Regions from separate parts of the Sus scrofa genome. Here region 1 is linked to region 2. A link is a contact called in public HiChIP or PLAC-seq data. All regions are on one chromosome and are shown on one strand. Each heading gives the region's core, a stretch centred on a gene start, on an enhancer-like site or on the middle of the called end of the contact. The rest is flanking DNA. Distances are from core to core; before and after follow the strand shown. Region 1 has its middle 44 kb from the start of ZNRF2. Region 2 has its middle 69 kb from the start of NOD1.

What was found. HiChIP or PLAC-seq counts read pairs in DNA pulled down with a chosen protein or histone mark.
Region 1: an H3K27ac HiChIP or PLAC-seq map of alveolar macrophages shows a contact between it and region 2. The contact joins two enhancer-like sites. A contact is called at or near these places in 1 of 47 Hi-C or Micro-C datasets (embryonic fibroblasts) and 1 of 2 datasets of contacts at active chromatin or transcription factors (alveolar macrophages).

The regions. Positions count from the first base shown.
Region 1 is chr18:42,692,743-42,698,724 of Sscrofa11.1, forward strand. No RefSeq gene overlaps it. Among named protein-coding and RNA genes, the nearest start is that of ZNRF2, 44 kb to the left of the region's middle. Within about 2 kb of position 4,094, at least 9 of the 83 cell types and tissues checked have an H3K27ac peak or open chromatin away from gene starts, as enhancers often do. A contact at or near this core is called in alveolar macrophages, where this site is marked.
Region 2 is chr18:42,530,580-42,536,858 of Sscrofa11.1, forward strand. No RefSeq gene overlaps it. Among named protein-coding and RNA genes, the nearest start is that of NOD1, 69 kb to the left of the region's middle. Within about 2 kb of position 3,137, at least 3 of the 83 cell types and tissues checked have an H3K27ac peak or open chromatin away from gene starts, as enhancers often do. A contact at or near this core is called in alveolar macrophages, where this site is marked.

The DNA.
Region 1 (5,982 bases), core at 2,844-5,343, 160 kb after region 2:
TTAGTTCCCTGTGCTACACAGCAGGATCTCATTGCTTATCCACTCCAAATGCAATAGTTTGCATCTACTAACCCCCAACTCCCAGTCCATCCTACTCCCTCCCCCTCCCCCTGGGCAACCACAAGTCTGTTCTCCAAGTCCATGAGTGTGTTTCTTTTCTGTAGGTAGGGTCGTCTGTGCCATATATTAGATTCCAATTATAAGGGGTATCATATGGTATATGTCCTTCTCTTTCTGACTTACTTCACTCAGTATGAGAGTCTCTGGTTCCATCCCTGTTGTTGTCTTCCACCACCTTCTGTCTCAAGAGACTGGATACAGTTCCTGTGCTACAGCAGGACCTCACTGCATATCGTGATTACTCTCTGCTTGTCCCCGTAGAAATCTATGCTCTGGGAGGGCAGAGAGCTTTGTCCAATGATGTACTCCAAGCACAAAGCAGAGCCACCCAGGAAATATTCGTTGAATGAATACATGCCTCCCAGTGTCTAGAGCTGTTCTTGACACAGTGGGCTCTCAATGCTGGTTGAATGTCTCTCCCCAGGAGAGAAATGGGACTCAGTGTCAGCATAGAGAGGACGCAGGCTGCAAAGCATGGGGACTCAGGAGACTCCTGCTTCTCCCTCAGCTGGCATGGAGACTTGGCTAGGCCATGTCCTAGTGGGTGTGACCTAGGCAATTCATTCAACCTCCCTGAGCCTCTCTTTTCTAGACTGCAAATTGGAGATGACCATAGTACTCCCTTAAAAGGTGCTAATGAGAAGTAAGTGTGCTAATTCAGAAAGTAAGACTGGTAAACACTCAATTCATTTGAACTATTCTTTTTTTTTTTTTTTTTTGCCACACCCTTGGCATGTGGAAGTTCCTGAGCCAGGGATCAAACCCCCACCATAGCAGGGACCCAAGCTGTTGCAGAAACAATGCCAGGTCTTTAACCCATTGCACCAGAAGGGAACTCCACAATTGAACTATTCTTTTTCTCTCTCTCTCTTTTTAGGCTGCACCTGCCGCATATGGAGGTTCCCAGGCTAGGGGTCGAATTGGAGCTGTAGCTGCTATTCTGCTCCACAGCCACAGCAGCGTGGGATTTGAGCTGTGTCTTCAACCTACATCACAGCTCACAGCAACGCCAGATCCTTTACCCACTGAAGGAGGCCAGGGATCGAACCTGTGTCCTCATGGATACTAGTCAGATCTGTTTCTGCTGAGCCAGGACAGGAACTCCTGAACTGTTCTTATTATGAGGTCTTACTCTTTTATTCCTCTTCCAGGGAAATGACTTCCACATTCTTTCTTACCCCTCACGATTACTGGCAAAAATATACAACACTTTTGGTGAAAAACACTTAGGAAACCCTACACTCCCCTACAGATGCTGGGGATTCTGACTCTTGTGAATCCCCCAGAAGACCTAGCACCATGGTGGACACATAGAGGCGGCTAGGGAGCCCTATAGGCTCCTGAAGACTGTCAGCAACTGGGGAACTGTCTTAAGTCTGAAAAAAAAAAAAAAAAGACTGGCTCTAGTCCATAGCCAGGATCTCTTCTGCAACTCAGCCCCTTCCCCGTGGCGCCCCGGAGGCGGGAGAAGGGCTGTGTCTGTATTTCAAAGCCCTCCTCCTTCTCTTCTCCCTTCCTCCCCAGGATGCCAGAACTTTCGTTTGCCATGAAAGCGCAGTCGTATGGCTGGAAGTGACATTTGCTCCCTGCCCTATCCGGCGGTTTCTGCACGTGGGCTGTTCCTATGTTCAAAGCATCCAACCGTCTGCAAGTGGATTATTGACAGAGCATCTCTCTTCCCAGAGCCGCTGATCCGTGGCACCTCTGAACCTCCTGGCCCTTGTGCGTACTTTTTCTCCCACGTCCCACCGAGACCCTGTGTGTTGCCACCTGCAGCTGGGTACTTACCTCCGCTGGAGTAAGTGTCTCCAGTCCCCGGTAGACACAGCCCTCCCCTACACACCAGGGTGGAAATAAGATTTCTGCTCAAAGCTAGCAAGCTCCCTCTGAGGCACAGTCACACGGAGACAGAAAAGTGATGGGCTCGTGCTTCTTTTAAACAGTGTTGAATGATGAGAAGTCAGTCTTTCAGACAGACTTTTGACACAAGGAGGATCAAGGTATGAGTGCCTTTGAGGATTCCTCGCAGAGAAAACAGCTCCTAATTGGACAAAGGAGGGAAAGGCGCCAGCTGCTGCCTTCATGATTATTTAAAAACCCATCTACCATCGAAAAAAATGCCTCATTGTTTCATTACCATTGAAATGCGATTGCCACTCTATTTTCTGCTGGCCTCCCCTCTATGCAAATGGGACACAAGAAAGAAATTCGTAAGGTACTCATTTGGTTTCTGGATGTATTGTTGGCAGCCTGGAAATATCCTAGCCGGGAGTGTCAAAATGACAACACTGTCTGCTTTTCTACTGTTCTCTCTGAAAATACCATTTTTAACATACCCATACAGGCAAGCCCGATTGTGTTTTATCAGAATTTTAGTAAGAGACAAGAAGCTTGGTGGTTCCATTGTGGGCATTGGACATTCAATAAAAGTCATTTCCAAGTGGTTCTGTTTATCAAAGATTAAAAGAATTCATTAACTTGAAAAAAATTGTTTTGTTCTGACCCTGCTTAGAGTTGATGTTTATGCTGGAGGCTGAGGATTATGTAATGATTTGTACAGCACTTTCTAGTTTTCAAAAGCTTTCTGCCTCCCGTATGTCACATGACCCTCTCAAGGACCCTGGGAGGGAGGTAAAGGCAGTTTTCTTTTCCTCATTCTGCAGATGAGAAAACTGGATCTCGAAAAGACGGGGACTTAGAAATTGTCACAGGAGTTCCCATTGTGGCGCAGTGGTTAACGAATCCGACTAGGAACCATGAGGTTGCGGTCCGGTCCCTGCCCTTGCTCAGTGGGTTAACGATCCGGCGTTGCCGTGAGCTGTGGTGTAGGTTGCAGACGCGGCTCGGATCCCGCGTTGCTGTGGCTCTGGCGTAGGCCGGTGGCTACAGCTCCGATTCAACCCCTGGCCTGGGAACCTCCATATGCCGCAGGAGCGGCCCAAGAAATAGCAACAACAACAACAACAACAAAAAGACAAAAGACAAAAAAAAAAAAAAAAAAAAAGAAATTGTCACAGAACCTGCTCCATCCCTCATAGGGGCCTATTTCTACCTTGTCGTGTTGGCAGATTTCTTCTTATCCTTTGAAGCATGAACGAAACGTTTCCTTTTCTCTGAAGTTTTCCTGTGTCGCTCTGCTCACCGCCCCCATCCCATTGCTAATTGGTTTAACCAGTAGCAGTGAGTCACCATGACATGTGTCCCAGGCAGACAGGCGACTCTGTCAACATAATCGTGGGTCCTCTAGCAAGCAGCTTGCAGACTGTCTAGTGACATACAATGTCTAACTCCTGGGGTTCCTCAGGAGGCCAAGAAATAGTACCCCTCTATCTTGACCAAATGCCAAACTTATGGAGAAATAAATCAAAGAGTCTTGGCAAAGGGTGCCCCACTTGTTTATCTGATAAATGTGAAGTAGGAGAATGAGGCTGGGGGAGAGGATGCAGCTATGACCTCAAAGCCAAACCGCACAAACCTTCACCCATTTGCAGGCAGAGCTGGCCCGTGGGATGAGAGGTGGGGTTCCCACTTGGCGCCAGAATGGGTGGCCGCCTGCCCCTGGAGCACGGACAGACAGACAGCTTCCCGCCAGGGGACACTCCAAGAGGCAAGATGAGGGGGCAGCTAAGCAGACCACCTAGCACGCAGCACCCACTTATTCTCCCAGATTTGCCACCCAAATCGCACCAGGAGGAAAGAGTGTCTTCAGGTCAAAATGTCTCCTCGAGGGAGGCAAAGAAGGGGAAGCATGTCTAGCATGGCTCTAACTCTTGCCGACTCTGGGCTCCAACTCAAGCCGCAGGTGGGAGGGGCTCCTCCCACCAGAATCGCCCCGGTTCCCAACTCTGTGATGGCACCTGTGTGCTGTCAGCCTCCCTGGCTACTCCAAAATGTGAGAGATCTCAGGGCAGAGACCGTGTCGCAATCAGAGCCCAGTGCAAGGTCTGGCACAGGGCCATGCTTGTCAAACGCCCACAGCCTGGGGACTCATCCTTGGTCACCAGAGAACAGAGCCAGAGCCCAAACCCAGACTCGTGCCAAGGGGGCCCCACCCTGTGCTGCCTTAATGGCAGCTGTACCATGACCCACACCCCATATCCCCCAACCCAAAATGGAGGGGAGGGCTAACAACACTACTTACTAGCCCGGTGAACAGTAGAGCCCCTGTGTTTACACACACAGACCTCTGACGACCCCCTTGAGCTGGGTACTAATGTCCCCTCATTCCATGGATGAGGAAATTCATGCTTAGAGAGAGAGGTTAGGCACCAGCCCAAGGCCACAGAGCTAGCTAGCAGTGACTCTGCCTCAAACCTGGACTCTTAACTCTCATAGGAATTTAACAAAGACCAAGCAGCCCAGGAGTTCCCACTGTGGCACAGCAGGTTAAGATCTGGCATTGTCTCTACGGCAGTGAGGCTCTCCGGCCTGGCTCAGTGGGTTAAGGAGCCACATGGTGCATATTGTGCTTCAAGGAGATAGACCTCGAAGCCTCCTTCGGCCAAGACAAGAATGACCGCCCCACCCCCTCATTGTAATGCCCCTTCCCCCACCTTGAGCAACCTGGCCTCCTCCTTCCTGCCCCCTACTGGGAAAGGTATGTGGCCCACTCCTCACCCCACCGCTGGGGGGTGCAACCAGCAAGTGTATTCTAAGACCCCTCTTTCCCCAACCAATCAGCAGATCAGCAGGTGTATCCGGAGACCTCGCCTCTCCCTGGGTTATAAAAACAGACACAACCACACACTCACTGCGGGCTCTCCCTGATCATCGGGAAGTCCTCCTGCTGCACTAGCTGTGTCTCTTACCTTAGTAAACTCTGCTTTCTCTCCACCTCACCATACTCAATAAACTTTTCTTTCTGTTCACCCTGATGTGAGTCTGGGAATACTTTTCTGACCCGTGTGCCCAGACCATGACAGTGTAGGTCGCAACCGTGGCTCGGATTTGATCCCTGGCCTGGGAAATTCCACATGCTGTAGGTGAGGGGGAAAAAAAAAAAGGACAAAGCAACCCAAAGGCTAAGCATTTGCTTATAGAAATATCCAGGGATGTTTTCCTGGTCATCTGCCTTTGTTAGAGTCTCTGTATGCGTGATAAGGAGCTACTGGAAGCTGGTCTGAGAACTGTCACAGGATAACAGAATGGAGAGTAGCAGTTTGGAAACCATTGTGGCAACTAGACAGCTGCTCTGGCCAAGTGCTGATCATTTGTCTTGCTGAGGAGGGGGAGACCTTTTGGACAAGAACTTGTGCAATGAGCCACAAGTTGGCTCAAGTCAGGCAATGGCCTGAATTGTGTACCAGTATTTGTTTGCAAACTGTAAAAAACTGGTGCCTTAGCATCGTTTGCAAAGCACAAACATGGTAGTATCATTTCAGTTAGGTCGAGTGTGGGTGATGGAAGAAGGAGTCTAGTTTTACTAGGACTCCCATCTAATTCTCCTTGCTCCCTGGCCAGGTGACCTGGGGCAACTTCCCTTAGGACAGCTAGAAAAAAGGGCTGAGGGGCGTGAGCTCAATTCTGTCTAGGGTCCCTCCTATTCTTAGGCAAGGCTTATGGACTGTATTTGCTGTGGCACAGTGGACAAAGAATGTCATCTGCTGTTTCAGTAAACAAAGGATGTTGCAGCCAACAAGGAAGCCATCAATCACTGCCGCCCCCCCTACAGTGCACCCTGAGGGGATTCATGATGGAGAAAAACAAGATGCTGGCCGTGGATAGTTATGGTGTATATCACAGCAATAATTTCAACAAGCCCGGACTTTTGCATCTTCCCAGACCAGAAAAGCACTAAAGTTAACTTGAGCTGTCTGGTTGTTTTTTCGTTTGTTTTGTGTTTTAACAACTAACAGTAATCTT
Region 2 (6,279 bases), core at 1,887-4,386:
CTGATCTTTAACCCATTGCGCTGGGCCGGGGATCAAACCTGTGCCTTAGCAGTGAAGCAGGCCACTGCCAGATCCTTAACCAGCTGTTCCACAGTGGGAATGCCTAGTCATATGTAATTCTTATTATGCTACAAACCATAGGATGTAATGTGTAAACTTAAATTACCGTTTCCTGATACACAGTTAACTTTGTTAAGAACTTAGGTTAATATTAAATTGAGTTGAATTAATAAATAATGAGTTAAATGAATAAACAATCTTTGGCTACCTCAGCAATTTTCTAAGAAAAGGATACAAAATGCTGGTCACAACAGTTTTAATTTATCCTTGTTTCCTATTTTAAAAATTACAGAATGACTAAAGAGTAAGTGCAAATGCCTTGGAAAATATTAATTTATTTTTACATCTTAAAATCTATAAAAAATATGAAATGGGCAGCCATAGGGAAAAAAATTTAAAGCTTTTGGTTTTATGTATTCTGGTTCTGTGTTTGGAGGAAATAAAATGTGTTATTTGATTAAGGTAGTAACTAATAAAATGGTGGAGACTATAATATATATTATTGCAACATATAATCTGTGTATTCAATTATATATTATATAATATACGAGACTATAGTATATAATATATAATCAAACCTGAGTCCTCATGGATACTAGTTGGGTTCATTTCCACTGTGCCACAAGGGGAACTCCCGAGTCAAATTAAAACTAGGGCTTTCAGGAGTTCCCATCATGGCACAGTGGAGACGAATCTGACTAGGAACCATGAGGTTGCGGGTTCAATCCCTGGGCTCGCTTAGTGGGTTAAGGACCCGGTGCTGCCGTGAGCTGTGGTGTAGATCGCAGATGTGGCTTGGAGCTGGCATGGCTATGGCTGTGGTGTAGACTGGCAGCTATAGCTCCGATCGGACCACTAGCATGGGAATCTCCATATGCAGTGGGTGCAGTCCTAAAAAGACAAAAAGGCATAAATAAATAAATAAAAATAAAATTAGGGCTTTCTTTCTGTAAAATGACTCAACTTATTCTGTGCCCAGATAGAAAAGCTTATTCTTAAAAATAAAAATCCTGGAGTTTCCTTTGTGGCTCAGTGGTTAACGAATCCGAGTAGGGTCCAGGAAGATGCGGGTTTGATCCCTGGTCTCGCTCAGTGAGTTAAGGATCTGGCATTGCTGTGAGCTGAGGGGTAGGTAGCAGATGTGGCTCGGATCCTGCGTCTCTGTGGCTGTGACACAGGCTGGTAGCTAGAGCTCTGATTCGACCCCTAATCTGGGAACTTCCATATGCTGTAAATGTGGCTCTAAAAAGCAAAAAAAAAAAAAAAAAAAAAAAACTAAAAATAAATAAAGAATTGTGGAATCTATATATTTTGGCATAAACTTGAATTACTTTCACAGAAATTTCCTTTTTTTTGAAAAAAATTAAGTTTCTTATAATCATCACTACTTAATGCTGCTGTTTTTACCTTATCAACTTATAAACTTTTTTTTTTTTTTTTTTTTTTTTTTGTCCTTTTTACGGCCGCCCCCGCGGCATATGGAGGTTCCCAAGCGAGGGGTCGAATCGGAGCTGCAGCCCCCGGCCTACACCACAGCCACAGCAACAACGCCGGATCCTTAACCCCCTGAGCGAGGCGAGGGATGGAACCCGCAACCTCATGGTTCCTAGTCGGATTCGTTTCCACTGAGCCTCGACGGGCACTCCTCCAGTACTTTTTTTTTTTTTTTGTCTTTTTGCCATTTCTTGGGCCGCTCCCACGGCATATGGAGGGTCCCAGGCTAGGGGTCGAATCGGAGTTGTAGCCGCCAAGCCTACGCAGGGGCCACAGCAACGCCGGATCCGAGCCGCGTCTGCAACCTACACCACAGCTCACGGCAACGCCGGATCATTAACCCACTGAGCAAGGGCAGGGATCGAACCCACAACCTCATGGTTCCTAGTTGGATTCGTTAGCCACTGCGCCAAGATGGCAACTCCTAAACATTTTTTTTTTTTTTTTTTTTTGGTCTCTTTGCCATTTCTTGGGCCTCTCCCACGGCATATGGAGGTCCCCAGGCTAGGGGTTCAATCGGAGCTATAGTCGCCGGCCTACACCAGAGCCACAGCAATGCGGGATCTGAGCCGCGTCTGCAACCTACACCACAGCTCACGGCAACACTGGATCTTTAACCCACTGAGCAAGGCCAGGGATTGAACCCACAACCTCATGGTTCCCAGTTGGGTTCCTTAACCACTGAGCCACAATGGGAACTCCCTTACAAACATTTCTTGCAGGTAGATTCTTCTCACTATGTTTTGTGTTTCTATTTTGTTTCCTTGTCAGCTCTTCTTTATTTTTGCCCTTCCCAATTTGAGAATAAAACTTCCAATGTGCCTTTCTTTTTTTTTTTTTTGGTATCCTGCAATGGCTACAAGGTAATCTGTGATTTGCTTCTTCACCTTATAAAAGGAGGAAAAATAGAAACAAATGAACCTATTTGACATGTGAATTTTAACAAACTTAAAACTGTTTTGAGAGCTCTTTTTGAATTTTCAAAACTTAGGCTAAAAGAACAAAAACTAGAGATCCTGTCATGGCGCCACAGAAATGAACCCCACTAGGAACCATGAAGTTGCAGGTTTGATCCCTGGCCTCCATTGGTGGGTTAAGGATCCAGTGTTGCTGTGAGCTACAGTGTGGGTCACAGACGTGGCTTGGATCCTGCCCTGTATGGCTGTGGTGTGGGCTGACAGCTGCAGCTCCGATTCGACCCCTAGCCTGAGAACATCATATGTGGCAAGCACAGCCTTAAAATGCAAAAAAAAAAAAAAAAAAAAAGGAAAGAAAAAAAAAAAACCTGACAAAACGTAGGAGAAATTTGAAAAAGTGTTACCTACTATAGGAAAAACTACCTTTGAGTCTGACGAAACAGACCTTTCCAGGAGCTCTTGAGTGTCAGAAGTCCTCTGGGCAGATGATGTTCAGGTGAAGGCTGGAACCGAAAGCCCTCGTGCCGCAGAGGTGATGACAAGCAGAGTGAATTAGGCAAAATTAGTTTCCTGACAGCTTGGATTTTCTTCTTCCTTCTTTCCTGCTAATTTTGTTAGCGGACTCTGGTGCCCCCTAGCCAGTACCTAAGGCTGCACAGAATGTTTCCACAATCCTCACTGTTGTATTTTCACTTCCACCTTCTCTGTAAGAAAAGGCAAAACCCCTCATGGTGGTGTTTTATGGTTTGTTTTCTTTTCCCAGTCAGTTACTTCTCTAAATCTAATTGACTGCTAGATTATTTTCATTCCCAACCTGACCTCCCTGGTAAAAACTTAAAGTGACAGCTGTTACACAATTTATATACTTCAGGTGGCAGGTCTCTTAGCATATTTGAATTTTCCTCCCATTTATTAACCCCAACTCTTGGGTCTTAACAAAAATTGGAATCTGACCTCAAGCCAACAAAATTCGTTTGCTGAGATCATTCTAGTACAGACATCACAGGTTCATTAGGAGTGGGAACAGGGGCTATCCATGTGGCAATGGCCAGTCTGTTGTCTTCAGAGACTCTTCAGCCGGATTTGGAAGCATTCTTTGCCTTCACTCAGGGAATCTGCCAGCCTCAAGGGACAAGCAGTTGGTTCAAGTCTAATGTGATAAATGTTATTTATATTCCCAATACAGTCTAACCCCCATCGTTGTTTTCAACCAATGTATCAGTGTGTGAGATACTGCTACAGCAGAGCACAGAGGAAATTGTGCAGCACTCTATATCAACTCAGAAAATAAAAGAGGAAGGAACACTTTGCAACACTTCCATTACCCTGATACCAAAATCAAAGCTACTGCAGGAAAAGAAAACTATAGACTAATAACCCTCTTGGACATAGATGCAAAAAAGAAAAAAAAAAATCCTTAACTACTATGAGCAAATTGAATCCAGAAATATATGAAAGTTTGGTTCAACATTCAAAAAATCAGTGAAATCTACCATGTCAGCAAATAAAAGAGAAAAAAACCCTTACAATCATTTCAATAGACAGAGAAAAAGCATTTGACAAAATTCAATATCCATTCATGATAAACTGTCTTAGGAAAAAGGAACACAAGGAGCATTCTCGATTTTATAAAGGGCCATCTACACAAAAGTCTACAGTTAACAAACCTGAATAGTGAGACTGAAGGCTTTCCCTGTAAGTTCAAGAACAAGTGAGGTTCTCTGCCTTTGGCACTTCCACTTACCTCATCCTGGAGAGCCCAGGCAGCGTAATAAGAGGCAAGGAAGCGGGGGAGAGGGACTAGAGAAACAAAAATGCTTTGGGGAACAAAAGAATAAAGTGGGAGATCTCAAACTACCTCATTTCAAGACTTACTACAAAGCACAAAGCTACAGTAATCAAGACAATATAGCACTGGGGAAGGAAAGAAATAGAGGCAGAATAGACAATCCAGAAATGAACTCACACATATACGGATAACTGATTTTTTTTGGCCATGCCTGAGGCATGCAGAAGCTCCTGGGCCAGGGGTCCAACCCAAGCCACAGCAGTAACAACACCCAAGCCTTAACCTCTAGGCCACCAGGGAATTCCTGATTTTCGACACAATATAATCTGAGTAAGAACAGTCTTTTTAACAAGTGGTGCTAGAATAATTAGGCATTTGTATGCAAAAAAGATAAAACATGGAGTTTCCTGGTGGCTCAGTGGGTTAAAGATCCAGGGTTGTCACTGCTGTGGCTCAGGTTGCTGCTGTGGCATGGGTTCTTTCCCGGGCCCAGGAATTTCCACATGCCATAGGTGTAGCCAAAAAAAAAAAAAAAAAAAAAAAAAAAGACAAAAAAAGAGATTCAATTCATGCTTCATACCATATTTTAAAAAATTAGAACTTGATAATAGACTGAATATCACACCTAAATCTTCTAGAACATGAGTCAGCAAACTAAGGCTCATGAGCCAAATTTGTCAAATATGTGATATGGAAAAAGAGGAAAGCAGAGTAATGAAAATAGGAAATGTGAGGGAAGATCCAAGGGCTGATAAGTTATTCCTTTTTTGGACTGTACTGTGTGGTTAAGAAAGGTCTCTCTGATAAGGCAACAGTTCAGCCAAAGCCGAGGGGGAAAAGTGAAAAAGGATGCCCATAGAGACCTGAAGGAAGTATTGCAGGCAGAAGGAAGAGCAGGTGCAAAGGCCCTGGTGCAGGGGCTCACCTGCTGAATCCCAGGGACATCAAATGACCAGTGTGGCCTCAAGGGAACAAGAGGCAAGTGGGGGGGTCAGGTGGACAACTTGGGGAGAAAGAGCCACTGGAATGCACACACACCAGATGCTGTGCCGTCTTTTAGGTTATGGTAGACTTTGGCTGTGGCTTTGAGTAAAATAGGATCCATGGAGGATTTTCAGCAGGGAAGTAACATGATCCGATAATATATAATGGTATCCCATGAATATACAGGCACAGAAGAGCCTAGAATGACACACTAACCCACTAAGGGGGGAAGAATCCCTGGGGAGAAAGGGAAAGGAAAAACACGATGTTTTCTCTTTCGTGCTCTACTTGTATCTGTGAAAATTTCTCCAATCAATGTCCATTACTGGCTGAAAAAATTTAATTGTAAAATATCTAAAGGATGAATTATTAGAACCATCAACTAAAATTAATTTTTCTTTTCTTTGCTCAAGACAGTTATACAGTATATACACTGCCCATTTCAGCTCCTATGATAATAAGCAAAACTGAATATTAACTGAGCAGTATGTACCTGGCTAACAAACGTCCAGAATGAGCCACTGACATTCAGGAAGTGCTTAAAGAGAAAAGGGTTAACTGTCCGGAAGAACTGTTTTAACTTGTACTACTTTCCCTCTTATTTAAATTTAGTAGTAATTTGATCAATTTACTCGTTAATTTTCAGAAAGCTGTCTATACATTTCTCGTACCTGCGAAGATTTCCAAATGCATCAGGATACTGACAAAGAGAAGCTTGTAAGAAACCCTGGTCAACAGGAAGGTTAGAGAAAACACACACCATGGACGCTGCTTAAGAAGTAGCCAAAGATGATGTGCAGGACAACCCAGTAGGTGTCCTCCAGCCCTTCTGGCAAAGGTGTCTGATGCTGTTATTGATTGCTGCGTAAAAAAAAAACCACCCCAAATTTAGTGGCATAAAACAATAACACCATGTATCATCTCTCACAATTCTGGGGGTTGAGGATACAGCCAGGCGGCTCTCACCCAGGGTGTCGCCCAGTTGCAGTCTGGTAGCAGCAGGGGCTGGACTCACCTGGTCGGCTTCCTCACTCA